Linked DNA regions of Sus scrofa: region 2 is linked to region 1. A link is a contact called in public Hi-C data. All regions are on one chromosome and are shown on one strand. The core of a region is the stretch at or near the end of the contact, and the rest is flanking DNA. Distances in the headings are between cores, read along the strand shown. Region 1 overlaps POLR1A (DNA-directed RNA polymerase I subunit RPA1). Region 2 holds the start of ST3GAL5 (lactosylceramide alpha-2,3-sialyltransferase).

Region 1 (7,051 bases), core at 2,934-5,433:
CTGCTAAAGTTTGAGAACTGCCCTAAAGGAAGGAAACATTCTATTGGTGACAACTAATAACAAACATGTTTTATCCCATGCTTCAATTTCAGGCAGTTGCTTGTGGTCACCGTAGTACTATGTTAAGAGCTCCCAAGGCTTTATCTGGGCTCCCTCGGAAAGGGTACATGATGATTAGCAATGTCCGTTGAGGGCACAGTTTGGTGGATGGTATCTTCTGTGTCTGTGTGAAAGAGCAGCCATTCCTGCGGCAGGGGGTAGGGGGGGGCAGGGGATGTAGCAAATGACCCTTAACCCAGGCAGTGGTGGTAGGAGTTGTTGGGAGTGAAATGGTCTGGGTTTGAGATTAACCTATGGTGACTGCCCAGAGTTAGGGGATGCCCGAGTGCGTCCCCCTCACCCATCTGCATCTCTGTTAGACCTCCCCTGACCCTGTGACTTGTCCAGACGCAGTGGCTGACAAGGTCTTCTTTTTAGTGGGTTAGGGCTCTCCAGAGGTTCCATAGGCCTTGGAGGTACTTTGGAGGAGGGACGGAGAGGGAGAGGGAGCACTCTTGGCCTTGTCACGGTGACCACTGGTCCCCATTGCTCTTCACTGCGGCCTGTTCTCTCCCTGTCTCACTGCTGTGCTGAGATGGAGCAGTAACAGGCCATGTGTTTTCTGCTCTGGTGGCAGGGGACACACAGACACAGATCCAGTCACCTGTTTTGTTCTTTTCTCCTGTGTTAAGTGAGGTTTGTGCTCATGGGATTCTTCTGCCATTCCTTTTTTTTTTTTTTTTTTTTTTTTTTTCCTTGTGTCTTTTTAGGGCCATACCCACAGCATATGGAGATTCCCAGGCTAGGGGTCGAATCGGAGCTATAGCTGCCGGCCTACACCACAGCCACAGCAACGCGGGATCTGAGCCACATTGTTGACCTACACCACAGCTTACAGCAACACCAGATCCTTAACCCACTGAGTGAGGCCAGGGATTGAACCTGCGTCCTCATGGATGCTAGTCGCGTTCTTTAACCACTGAGCCACGATGGGAACGCCCTATTCTGCCATTCTTCAGTGCCTAGTGTTTTGCTACAATCTGTGTGAAGGATGCAAGAGAAATCAATGTTTTTTTTGTTTGTTTGTTTTTAATTTATGGTGAAGCTTGGCAAACACCAGGTTATATATATTTTTTAATTTTTTTAAATATTTTTGATTGAAATATAGTTGATTTACAGTGTTGTGCCGATTTCTGCCATACAGCAGAGTAACCCAGTCGTACATATGTATACATTCTTTTTCTCATACTATCTTCCTTCGTGGTCTATCTCAAGAATGAGGTCATCTTCCTATTAAGTCATGCGCAACAGTCTCACAGTAGGAAATTTTGAGGGAAAAGTTGAGCAAGGAGAGCAGAGTGGGATCAGCTGGTGCCCGGTCCACTGCGCCCCCTGCTGCATTTTGCCAGGGACCACAGATGAGCTCCCGCTGCCCTGGGTGGACAGCGTGGTGAGGGCACCAGGGACCGGGACCGAGACCATGTGGTGTGGCAACACGAAGGAGCAGCACCAGAGGATGGCGACTTCACGCACATGATGCTCTAGAAGAAAGGAGTTTGAGGGGCTGCTTGGGGTGGGTGGGGCAAGTTTGGGGTCATCAGGAGGTGAGATGAGGGCCAGCCCAGGGGCAGCAGGGGAACCAAGGGTGAAAGCAGGACGTCTTTCCAGGGAGGGGGGGGGGCTTGGCCGTGGGCTAGGTGTCAGGGCTGCGGAAGAGAGATGAGCAGGAAGCCATGGGTTCCTGCTCCGGAGATGGATGCCCTGGGAGGAGCATCCTGGGCCCTTCTGGACGGAGGTGATGGTGGAGAAGCTATGTCTCCTGTGGAAGTTAGGAATGTGGGATTAGATGAGGGGGCAGCGGGTAAGAAATGAAGTCACCAGAGCGTTCGACTCTTTGAGCGCAAAGCGCAATGAAGAGAAAGTGAGGGGACCCTCAGGAGCAGGAGGAAGGAAGATAAGGTGTCAGGCTGCTGTGGGAGACAGTGGTCAGGTCCGCATCCGTCTGCCACCTGTGTGTGTGAGTGTGTGTATGTGGGTCAGGACCACCCCCGCAGTACCTTTGCATTCCCCAGGGGCACTTAGTAGGTATTTGTCGAGTTAAATATGATGTTTAGGAGGAGGGAGGAAACAGAGGGAAGATGCCTCAGATTTGCCCCAAGAAAGGTCACCTTTGACCCAGGAGAGCCCTTTGATCAAAGTGGGAGGTGCTTCAGGGGCTTTGTGATGAGGCAGCAGAGCAGCAGCTTCATCTGCAACTGAAGAAAAAGCAGAAGGATTGAGGGGGCGGGGGTTTGGACATTATTGGAGTGTGAGGATGAGGCAGATACATGGGGGAACTGCCTTCGCGTGTCCTAGTAGCATCTCTGGGGTCAGGGTTCGAGATGGGGAGCTTAGGAGGGGGCAGGTCGGCCTGGCCACCACAGGCTGGTCAGGTCGTGGGAAGGGACAGAAAGGACTTCTGAGCAGCTGTGAGACTGAGTGAGGTTGGCCCAGTCAGTTGTCTTCCAACTTAAGTTTGAATCCCAAGCCCCCTGTCCCTGCTGCCTTCTAGCCCCTCCCCCGCAATGTCCTGTCCCTGAAGGCCTCTTTCTGCACTTGGCCTGTCATCCCCAAGACTCCCCTAACCCTGCTGGCCCTTCAGGGCTCAGCAAAGCCTTCTTTCCTCAAGGGCAGGGTCCACAGGCTTTTTCGGCCGAGGGCCGGATACTGAGTATTTTAGGTTTTGTGGGCGATAGGGTCTCTGTTACAACTACCCAGCCCTGCCTTTTTGGCCTGCAAGCTGCCGAGGCCGCACAAAACCACTAGGTGTGGCCACGTTCCCCAGAACAGGCCTGACAGGTGGCCTGCCTGCGGGCTGCAGTGGGCCATTCTCACGACTTACATGGAGTTTCCCCTATGTGTCCCGCCCTCAACTCTGTGGCTCCTTGCCCTGTGTTGTCACTCTGCATGCACCCATCCATCCTCCCTCAAGTTCTTGAACCCCGTGAGGACAAGGGCAGGGTGTCCTGCCCGCCATTCTCCCAAGCACCCACCTTGTAGGAGGCACTCAGGAATCCCCTGTGTTCTGAACGGATGGATCCAGGTTGAGGTTCGGGAGGCTCCAAGCTGTGAGGGCCACGTTTGACCTGAGAATGTGGCCAGGGTCAGAGACAGGAAGGGACCTTGTAAAAGAAAAGTGGTTTTCATGTTGGGACTTGAGGACTAAGGGTGATTATCTTCATTTTCCAGAATTACAGTAACATTATATGTAAAGTTTATACATGTAGTCAGGTACATGTGCATTTATAATTTATCTGTGGGAGTTCCCTTGTGGTGCAGCGGGTTAAGATCCGGTGTTGTCACCGCAGCAGCTTGGGTCGCTGCTGTGGCATGGGTTTGATCCCTGCCCAGGAACTTCCACATGCTGCAGATGTAACCAAAAAAATAAACTGAAAATAAAAATTTTATGTGTATATATACACACAGATGTATATATACACAGATGTGTGTGTGTGTATATATATATGTAATATATATTATACATATAAATTTACCTGTAAAGCAGTCTTGCTGAGTGTGTTGCATGTAGATCATGACCAGGCTAAAGGACTGGGAGATGTGACTGGGAGAGAGAGACCCCGGTCCTAGGAAGGTCAGTGCAGGTTAGATGAGGAGGGGGAAGGGTGCCTAGAAGGACCGTGTACCCTGGGAAGTGTGAAGTCTCTGCCCTTCCCCTGGGCCTTGTCCCGGCCCAGCAGTCAGCCAGAAGCAGATCTTTGGCTCTGGGTCTGCCTCTGAGAACTCTGACCCGGGCGCTGGGGTGCAGTAATTTTCACCGCAGTGTTTATTTAGAGACCAGAGAAAGGAAGGGCCTCAGGTTTGGATTGGCGAGGGGAGCAACGTGTGCTCCAGGGCTTCTGTTTGGATTGGCCGGTGCCTTCCAGACAGGCCTGCAAGTCTTCCCAGCTGTGGGAGGTTTGCTTACGCTGGAGGATGTCTTGAATTTGCGAGCCTCAGATCTGAGGCCCCTCCTGGGGTTTGGGACCTGAGCCCCAGATCCCAGCAGTTTCTCCCTTGAGAAGCTGAAGAAATAAGACCTTGAATGTCAGCTCAGGCCCTGGGCAGACCCTCCTGGGAATCCTCAGAATCCAGGTCTCCGTGGAAACAAGGATGTGGGGGCAGGCGAAGGACGAGTTTGAGTTCCCTGGGGAGCTGCTTTTAGGCCTGCCTTTTAGAATTTGAAGGTTAGCTCCCTGCTTTCCTGAGTTGGAGGAAACTTTCAGCCTAGCTGAACAGGAATTAGGGGTGGGGAGCGTTTCTTATTAACCTCTAACCTCTCTGTACCCAGCTTTCTGATCCAACCTCATAATGTGGACAGTGTGAGAAGAAGAAACTAGACTTGGAGTAATTTGTTTCCCCCAGCCTGTCTTCTGCTGGGTAATTTAGGGGAGACTTGAGGTGGGGGGAGGTCCCATGGAGTGTCTGTAACTCCTCTGGACTGCTAAAAGCAGCCTGCAGAATGATGGGGGTCGCAGTTGTGATTAAAGTAGTATCTCTCTCTATCATTTAGGAAGCCCCGTAGTTAAAATAACGTAAGATTAAGGGCCTTACACCAAAGTCAGCTTTGTGAGAGGAGGACATGACCAAAGGCCTGTCGATATTGGTTAAGGAACAAAAAAGTGTGATCCGTGGCTATCTTTAAAATTACTTGTGGTTTTCTTTCTCTTTAAGTTTGCCTGCATTTTCTATATTTTCCCCTACAATCAGCATATCACTGATTTTTTTTCTTGCTTTCTCCAGAAGTCGTTGAAGATCTTTTTTAAAAGCTTTGTAACAGTCGTACGCACTCATTGTAACCCGAACATCCCTAAGATGTGCAAAGGCGAAGGTGATGATGCCCTCTGCCTCACTCCTCCCGAGGGGGCCATAGGCACAGCTTGATGAGGCTCTAAGCATCCTTTTCCCTCATGTATGTAAAATGGAGATTTGGGTGGGTTTTTATTTTATTTATTTATTTATTTATTTTGTCTATTTGCCATTTCTTGGGCTGCTTCCCACGGCATATGGAGGTTCCCAGGCTAGGGGTCGAATCGGAGCATAGCTGCTGGCCTACAGCGGAGCCACAGCAACTCAGGATCCAAGCCGCATCTTCGACCTACACCACAGCTCACGGCAATGCCGGATCCTTAACCTACTGAGCGAGGCCAGGGATCCAACCCGCAATCTCATGGTTCCTAGTCAGATTCGTTAACCACTGAGCCACAACAGAAACTCCTGGGTTGGGTTTTTAAAGGAGAAAGATTTATACAGTCTGACGAGCATCCAGAGTGTGGGTTAGGTTTTAAATTGCCTCATCCTGTCACCTTAGATGGCACCTGGATTGGCTCTCTTTTACTGGAGTACATCATACTCATCACTGCCAGACTGGTGTAGAGTTCAGTCATCCTTTTTCATCCATACATAACATTCCGCACTACATACCATGATTTATCCACCCATGCCCTGCTATGGGCCAGCCAGGTTTTTCCTAATTGTGGGAGGTTTTTTAGCCACACCCATGGCATATGGAAGTTCCTGGGCCAGAGATGGAATCTGAACCACAGGTGCAACCTAATGCCATAGTTGCAGCAACGCCGGATCCTTAAGCCACTGCCCAGGACTGAGGATCGAACCTTTGCCACTGCAGAGACAACACCGGATCCTAACCCACCTTGTCACAGTGAGAACTCGGGTTTTTCTCAGTTTTTCCACAGTAAACACTGCTGCGTAAACATACATGGTCTTAAAACGTCGGCTGGCACTTTTTTTAATCCTGAAAGGCCAAAAGGAAATGAGTTTTAAGTGTTCTGAGATCTCCTGTGAAATCACTTTCCCAAAAGAGAGTGGCAATTTAAACTTCTTATTAATTTTTAAGTGCAGTAAAACATTTTCAGAGAGCATTGGACTGGGAATCCAGAACCCTGTGTTTCAGTCCTGGCTCTGCCGAGTGAGAGTGGGCAAGGATCTCTACGACATTGAGTTCACACTGAGAATAACATTCTCATGTGGGACTGCTGGGGGATTCTAGAGGTCTGCCAAGTCCTTCCGAACCCAGGAGTTTTATGGTCATGTGTTGATGGGCCATCCTCAGGTATGTCCATTTCTTTCTTCAGATTAATCCTCAGAGGAATTCCAGGCTCTGGGAAGGCCATGCATCTCTAAGAAGACAGAGATTACTGGAGGGGGCCTGGAGCCTCATTTGATTATACCTCTGAGCCCAGAGCCAGGGACTGTGCTGTGCTAGCAGCAATTTCTCAGAGCACCAAAGGGACTTAGTAAGCTGTTTCTCAAAGATTTCTAGGGTTTCACTCCAGACTAAAAGGATTTTTTTGGCCACTTGCATAGCATGCAGAAATTCCCAGGCCAGGGATCAAACCCATGCCATAGCAATGACACTGCTGAATCCTTAACTGCTAGGTCACCAGGAAACTCAAAAGTTCTCCTTTCATTTAGTTGAATAGAACATGAGATAGGCAGAAGCTACACTCAGCCCCGGGCCGAGGTAGCAGTGATGCTGAAGTTGCCTTGCTCACCTCCCACTCTCCACTCTGCCCCCAGGTGTGCCGGCATGTGAAAAATGGAGACATTCTCCTCCTGAACCGACAGCCCACCCTGCACCGGCCCTCCATCCAGGCGCATCGTGCCCGCATCCTGCCCGAGGAAAAGGTCCTGCGGCTCCACTATGCCAACTGCAAGGCCTACAATGCTGACTTTGATGGAGACGAGATGAACGCCCACTTCCCTCAGAGTGAACTGGGCCGGGCCGAGGCCTACGTCCTGGCTTGCACAGACCAACAGTACCTTGTGCCCAAGGTGGGTCTGACCTTGAGGTGGTTGCACGTCATCGCCAGCATAGCTTGGTAATTCGGGTCCAGGCCCTCACCATCTTCCGGAGTCAGTGGGTATCTCCAGAGCAGGGGCGCATGGAACAGAGGGTCTTGGCTTCTTCCAGGTGGGGTCTTCAGCCCTCTGGTTTGCTTAGGGGCAGGAAAGG
Region 2 (7,051 bases), core at 2,911-5,410, 160 kb after region 1:
CTGGCTGGGAATTTGGGGTTAGTAGATGCAAACTATTACATTTAGAATGGATAAGCAATTCAGTCCTACAATATAGCACAGGAAACTGTCCAGTCTCTTGGGATAGAATATGATGGGGGATGAAACGAGAAAAATAACATATGTATGGCTGGGTCACTTTGCTGTACAGCAGAAATTGGTACAATGTTGTAAATCAGCTGTACTTTAATAAAAAATACAAAGATTAAAAAATAAATAAAATACTTTATTCATGCATGATTTTGTAACACTGTGCATTAACCATTTGGAAAACATTGATTCACTGAGTAAATGCACGGCTCCCAAATGTTGGCACCTAATACATTATCTAATAACCAAAACCCCCATTCATTTATATTACCATTGATCTCATCAGAAGAGTCCTTAAATGCTGAGAAGTCAAGGTGATGGCAGTACAAGTTTTCCAAAATTCCAAATTCCTTTCTTTTTTGGGGGGGGAGGTCTTTATAGGGCCACACCCATAGCATAGGGAGGTTCTCAGGCTACGAGTCGAATCGGAGCTGTAGCTGCTGGCCTACACCACAGCTCACGGCATTGCCGATCCTTAACCCAATGAATGAGGCCAGGGATCGAACCTGCATCCTCATGGCTACTAGTCAGATTCCTTTCTGTTAAGCCATGAAGGGAACGCCCCAAAATTCCAAATTTCTTTTGAAATCTGGAAAAGATTTCATCATTGGCAGCAAGTAGTCAATTGTTCTCTTTGAAGAGACGGGCTCGTTTAGCTCATTTTCAGGAAAATGTCTCCCAGATACCCAAGTTGAAATAACCATGGTTTGTTAGCTGTTTTCTCAGGTAAAACTGATGTTCCATGCAGTTCCCACTGTGGCTCAGCAGGTTAAGAATCCAACTAATATCCATAAGGATGTGGGTTACAACCCTGGCCTTGCCCAGTGGGTTAAGGATCTGGTGTTGCCGCAAGCTGCAGTGTAGGTACAGCTCGGATCTGGCATTGCTGTGGCTGTGGTGAAGGCCAGCAGCTGCAGTTCTGATTCAACCTCTACTCTGGGAACTTCCATATACCTCAGGTGAGGCCATAATAATAATAAAAAAAAAATGACGTTCCATGAAAAAACAGACAAACAAAAAACAACCAGCTAATTTAGCTCATAACTCAAATGATCACAGGAGTGCTTCTCCTTAGGCAACCATTGCATTTTAGTTTGCACCAAAAATGTTTTATGTCCACTTTCCATTTTGTCATAGAAAATATTTAAGGTCGAGATTTTGATAAGTTAATAACATTTTTGCTGCTCTATCAAGAACATTCCCAAATGAAATTGCCTTTTTTTTTTTTTTTTCACCATGGGTTCAAGGTGGTGAAAATACTAGTATAGCTGGGCACCATTCCCTTGACTTAGCACACCATTAGCACACCTTTGCTTCTGCACCATCAGTGAGAAAGGTAAATAATGGCTTAGATTATAATGAGGTAATTTTGACTTCAGAGATTCTCTGAAATGTCCTCAGGGACACCCCCCACCCCAGGGGTCTGTGGATCATACTTTGAGAACAACTGACTTAGACCAATCAGAGCCCAGTCATAGAGCTGAGAGCGGGCAGACTTACCTAAACTGAAGGGAGCAAGGGGATGGATCTTGGGGGTAACCACGATGCATGTTATGAGAATGACCAAAGTAATAAACATAAGAAACTAAAGAATTACCAAACCTGGCTACAGTCTGGGATTCACGAATAATCCCATTCTTTTCTTTTTATCTTTTTTTCGGGCCACACCTGCAGCATATGGAAGTTCCCGGGCTAAGGGTCCAATTGTAGCCACAGCTGCCGCCCTATGCCACAGTCACAGCCATGCAAGTTCCAAGCCACATCTGTGACCCACACCATAGCTTGCGGCAATGCCAGATCCTTAACCCACTGAGCAAGGCCAGGGATCGAACCAGCATCCTCACTGACACTATGTCAAGGTTCTTAACCTGCTGAGCCACAATGGGAACTCCAGCCCCAACCTTTTGTTAGTCAATGTCCAGAGGCTTTTCTGAGACCAGCCACTCACTGATTAAAGAGATTCCAAAGGAGGCTTTGAGATCTAGTGAATCTAGTAGATTTTCATCTACTGTTTGGGGATGGCTGTCTTAGTACAGAACAGTAGCTAACAGGGGCCCTGCAGCTAGTGAAAAGGATGTTTAGGGCAGGGCTTGTATTGCTGTATAAGTGGGTCAGCCTCTCTCCGTACCAAATGTGAGTGGAGTGAATGAGGGAGTGGGGAGGTTGAGCTTAACAGTTGTCCCATTAAGACAGGCTGGGGCAGGAGGCAGTGTCAAGCTCCCTTTCTCCCTTTCTCCTACTTAACTCACACTCTTCCCAGCCCGGGTACTGCTGACTCACATGGCAGCCTTAAAGGGTGTCTGGGCCTTGCCTGCCTGAGGGCAGGCTGAAGTGCAGAGGTGCACGGATGAGGGTTCAGCCCCCAACAGGAAGACAGTGGCGGTCAGGTCTCACTATGGCTCTGTTAGTGGTAGATTAACTGCAAGGTTAACCGTTCCTGCTCTAAATAAATACCTTCAAACAAGGGCTGGCTTTATGGACAAGGAGGATCTGGGAGAAATGGGCTGGTCTCCAAGGGAGAGGAAGTGAGGTGCTCAGCATTCCCCTTGCAGCTGTCACTAACCCCACGGAGCCAGGCCGCTGCTCTGCTGGTCAGCCTTGGCCAACACACTGGATTTTGATCTCCTAGTGACAGCTTTTTCACCAGTATTTTCAAAATGCTCAAGTGTCGTCACCTTAGATAATCCAGAAACATTTTTATGACAAAATCCTTTTGGGAGGCGTGAAGGGAGAATCCTTCCACCCTTTCCTTTCCAAGATTTCCCTCCTGATCTTTTTTTCTTTCTTTCTTTTTTTCTCTTTTTAGGGCCATGCCTGTGGCATGTGTATGTCTCCAAGCTAGGGGTCAAATCAGAGCTGCTGGCCTATGCCATAGCCACAGCCACAGCAACGCGGGATCTAAGCTGCATCTGTGACAGCTCACGGCATCGCTGGATACTTAACTCACTGAGCAGGACCAGGGATTGAATCAGCATCCTCATAAACACTAGTCTAGTTTTTAACCTGCTGAACTACAAGGGAACTCCTCCCCCCTGATCTTTGTTACTCAGATAACACTTTTTTTTTTTTTTTTTAGCACCCCATCCCCGCTGAGGGACAAACACAGACATCTTCAAACCCTGTTTGGAGCTGTGCAAACTGAGTGCAAGCTGTTGCAAAAAAGAGTGATAAGACTCTCAGTTCGTAGAGACATATTTGGCTCAATGTCTAGAATCTTCTTTATCAAGCAAGGACCTAACAGGCACCACAGGCACATGACTGTGATTGCTCTGTATATGTCCAGCAACCCGAAAGAAAATTCTGAAAGCAGACCAACTTCACCGACTTTACTGGAGAGTCAACAAGTCCGATGGCACAGCAATGTCACAGGCACATTCTACACACCTGGCCGTTGAAAGAAAGAACATATCCGTCCTTTCAAGTCTTTTAAATTCCTGAACTTGGGGATTCACCAATATTCACGCTTTAAAAATTGTATGCCATTTGCTCTCCAGAATCAAGGGGGATTCCAGAGGTATGGAAATGGGCGCTCCAGGCGCAGGTTCTGATCCTGGTTCTGCCACTAATTGCCCCAGTGACTCACCTTTGCTCTTTGGGTCTCAATTACCCAGCTGTGAAACTAGTAATCTCTCGCTTTTCTGTTCTGCACATCCCCAGCCGCACTCAGGTTTCCCTGCTTGTCTCCAGGGCCCTAGAACTCCAAAGCTGCTTTGCCTGGGGGTCGGTCCTGTAGAATAAAGCACGTGACTACATAAAGCCGGTTCATTCAGCGGCTCCGCAACTACGAGTCCTCCCCTCAGTAATCTTCTAGAACCAGTCTAAATACACCTCTTCTTAGTGCCTCCACAGTCTAACCGCACAGAGATCCAAAGGGCGGTGGGTACCCGGGACCCCCCATGCCGCACACAGCTCCGCGCGTGTCCGGCTGGGGGCGCCCCCTCCCCTTTACCCGGCAGGGTGGAGGGTTGCGTGTTCTGGGAGCCGGGCCGCCCCGGGAGCACTCACGCGCTCTGATTGGTCTCTGGCGTACTCGTGACTCCGGCCCCGCCCCACGCCCCTCCTCCGCATCTGAGCCAGGGAGCTGATGGTCCTGGACTGAATGGGCGCGAGCGCGGCGTCGGGGGCGGGCGGGGGCGCGGGGCCAGGGACTGGCGGCCCGCGGGCTCCCGCTCCCTAGTATGCGGACGAAAGCGTCAGGCTGCACCGAGCGGCGTCCCCTGCAGCCGCAAACCGAGGCGGCGGAGGCGGCGGCACCTGCCGGCCGAGGTACGTGGCGCAGCCCCCTCCTTGGCGTAGCGGGGCCCGCCGGCCGGGGGCGGCGGCGGCGATCTGTCCCTGTTCCAGTGCGGCTGGGCCTGGCGGCTCCGTCCCAGCCCCCATGGGCAGCGCCCAGGACCCACTTCCCCCAAACGCGTCTCGCGGGCTGAGAGCGGTGGCCTCCCGCGGAGTGGACGGGCTGGGGGCGCCGCGGCCCGCGCAAGTGTGAACACGAAGGAGGCAGAGGGGTGAACGGCCGGGCTGTGGGGTTCGGCTGCGGTGGCGCTTTTCTCCTCTGTCTTCTGCAGCGGCTTGGGGTTTAATTCATTGCTGGAAGCTTCTGAACCTGGAAAGCCAAGTTAACTCATTTCCCCAGGACAGCATTCGGGGGCCCTCTGTGGCCAGCAGCTCCGGAAACTGACCTTTGCATCCTTCGGGAGGGTGTGAGGTGTGGTGTCTGCAGGTAGAAATTCGCCAGTGACCTTGCCTGTCACCTCCCTGCGGCCAGCCCAGCGGGAGACACGTTTTGGTGACCTTTAGTTTCTCTTGAATTGGAAGCAGCTGCCTTGACGTGAGCAGCTGCCTTCACATGTGCCTCTAGTGTGTAAGTAAGGCAGGATTTTCGGGGAAGATTTTTGGAGAGCATGTCGGAGGAGCCTGCAAATAGGAAGACGTGGGGTCCTGCCTTAACTCCACACCAGGTGACCTTGGCCAACACTTATATCCCTGTGGAACACCGTCTTCAGTCTGTACCGGTAGGCTTGGCCAAGGTCCTTTTCAGGCCCCTGGTTCCGAGGTTCTGACCACAGAATGTCTTTCCCAGTGAAGAGGATCCTGCAGAATCATTGGCTGCCATGAAAGACAAATTTTATGTCCTCATGTCTCACTTCATGTCTGTGGCCTTTGCTTAATTAGATGTCATTCATTTACAAGGGAAAATGGTTTTGCCTGCTGCCCTTCATCTGGCACCTTTGGGTTGTCTGCTCATTGGGCCAACCACAGAGCTGGGTGTTGGGGTTACAGAGAGGAAGGAGACTCCTCTCCCACCTGCGGATGTTAAACCTGAGCCCTCCTCTTGGTTTATGACTGGTAATCCTCCTCTGCGGAAGGATGCATGTCCTGAAACTGGAAGAAGAATCTGGTGTCTGCTGAGTGAAGGGGCACAGATTCAAAAACTGTCAGGATGGGTTGTGGTTTCATTCGCATAATTCTGAAAGTCTGACAGTTGAGAAGAATGGTTTACATTTCTAGTCAGAGAGCCAGGGATCACCTCAATTCCAACCAGTGCTTGGACGAGGAGAGGCTGTGAACTGGGAGAGTCCTGTGACCGAAATGCCATGAGCCTTTTCACATGTCTGTCCATTGTCTGAGTGCTGCTGTTGCTGTAAGATGAAAGGAACCTTGGTTGTGGTTATTTATTGTAATTAGCTCTGTCTTCCTCTCAGCAAGAAAAGAAATGCGGTGAGGTGGGAAGTCTTTGTGGAGGAGCGAGGGAGAGGGCTGGCAGGCATACATTTTACAAATGCACATTTATGACTCCCCATTTTGTAAATGCTTATAATTCTGGGACAAACTGCCAAATTGTTTCATATTATCAGAATAGGTTAGTATTAAATTTTCAAGCTGTATCCAAGGCAGCATGAGAAGCAGCCCTTTGTTCTCTGATATGCCTCCTGCAGTCCTCCCATGCTGTCCCCGATGGGCTCTTTGGCAGGAGTTTTTCTAGCAGGTTGGCTCTTGGGAGGTGAACGGGACAATGAAGAGGGACTGTGGGAGTCCATCCAGGTGCTGGGGACAGAAGGGAAAATCTTGGCAGGAGGGTCAAGGCTCCCTTTGCACACCCTTCGAGCTCCTGAGGAGCGGCCGAAGTATTTAATTGGAGCTGCCTGTGGAGATGGAGTATTGAGACGGCTCCCTGGGGGCGCACGCTGTGTTGTTGGTCTAGCTGGGAGCCTTGGCGGAATTGAAACAACTGGCCACGCACACACACGTGTTAGTGATGGTACGAACTCCCTAACTGCTCAGGAAGGAGAAGCAAGGGCTGGATCCATATGTGTGGCACCGGTTAGCAAAGGCGTCCCAAAGTGGGTGAATCCCTGGTCTGATGTGGGAGGAAGCCATGAGCATGGATGGTGACACCCAGGCTCTCCAGAGAGACCCATCTTGAGCACAGGTGCACGGGGGAGTGAAGAAGATGTATAAGGGACGGGGGTGGGGGGGTGGGGGTGGGGAGAAACGAGCTTAGAGGGGGTACATGGACCCTATGAGGCTTGTCTTGTCTACCTGGAGAGCTTTTTCTTTTCTTCCTAAATAGCATACATCCTGGGAAAGTAGACATAAGTGTACTGTTCAACGGATGTTCCGAACCCAGCACACCATGCCTTTACATCAAGGAGCAGGAACGTCCTAGGTGCTCCCTTCCAGGCCTTGCCTCTTTGAAGATAACCGCTGGCCTGACTCCCTGAGCTTATATAATTCAACCTTGCCATGTCCCTCTTCCTCTTTTAGCTTTGGGTTTCCGAGACACTCTGGATGCTGCCTGTCTTTGTGGGGGTGCTCACTCTCGTGGCTGATTCAGGTGAATAATATACTGTATATTTGTCTGTACACTGTTGAGGGACATTTGGGTGGTGTCCAGCATTTGGCTATTGCAGATCATGCTGCCGGGACTGTTTTCATTCCCGTC

The links. A called contact is a pair of places that touch in the nucleus more often than the background predicts.
Region 2: a Hi-C map of mesenteric adipose tissue shows a contact between it and region 1, with 1.4 times the contacts expected there. A contact is called at or near these places in 1 of 5 promoter capture datasets (liver), 7 of 47 Hi-C or Micro-C datasets (blood, embryonic fibroblasts, fetal heart ventricle and 3 more) and 1 of 2 datasets of targeted methods (skeletal muscle).

What each region holds. Positions count from the first base shown.
Region 1 is chr3:58,697,993-58,705,043 of Sscrofa11.1, forward strand. POLR1A (DNA-directed RNA polymerase I subunit RPA1) reads left to right here. Exons shown (of 34, transcript XM_005662406.3): 13 at 6,616-6,870. Among named protein-coding and RNA genes, the nearest start is that of POLR1A, 31 kb to the left of the region's middle.
Region 2 is chr3:58,858,824-58,865,874 of Sscrofa11.1, forward strand. ST3GAL5 (lactosylceramide alpha-2,3-sialyltransferase) reads left to right here and starts at 4,161. Exons shown (of 7, transcript XM_021087293.1): 1 at 4,161-4,374. The coding sequence starts at 4,287.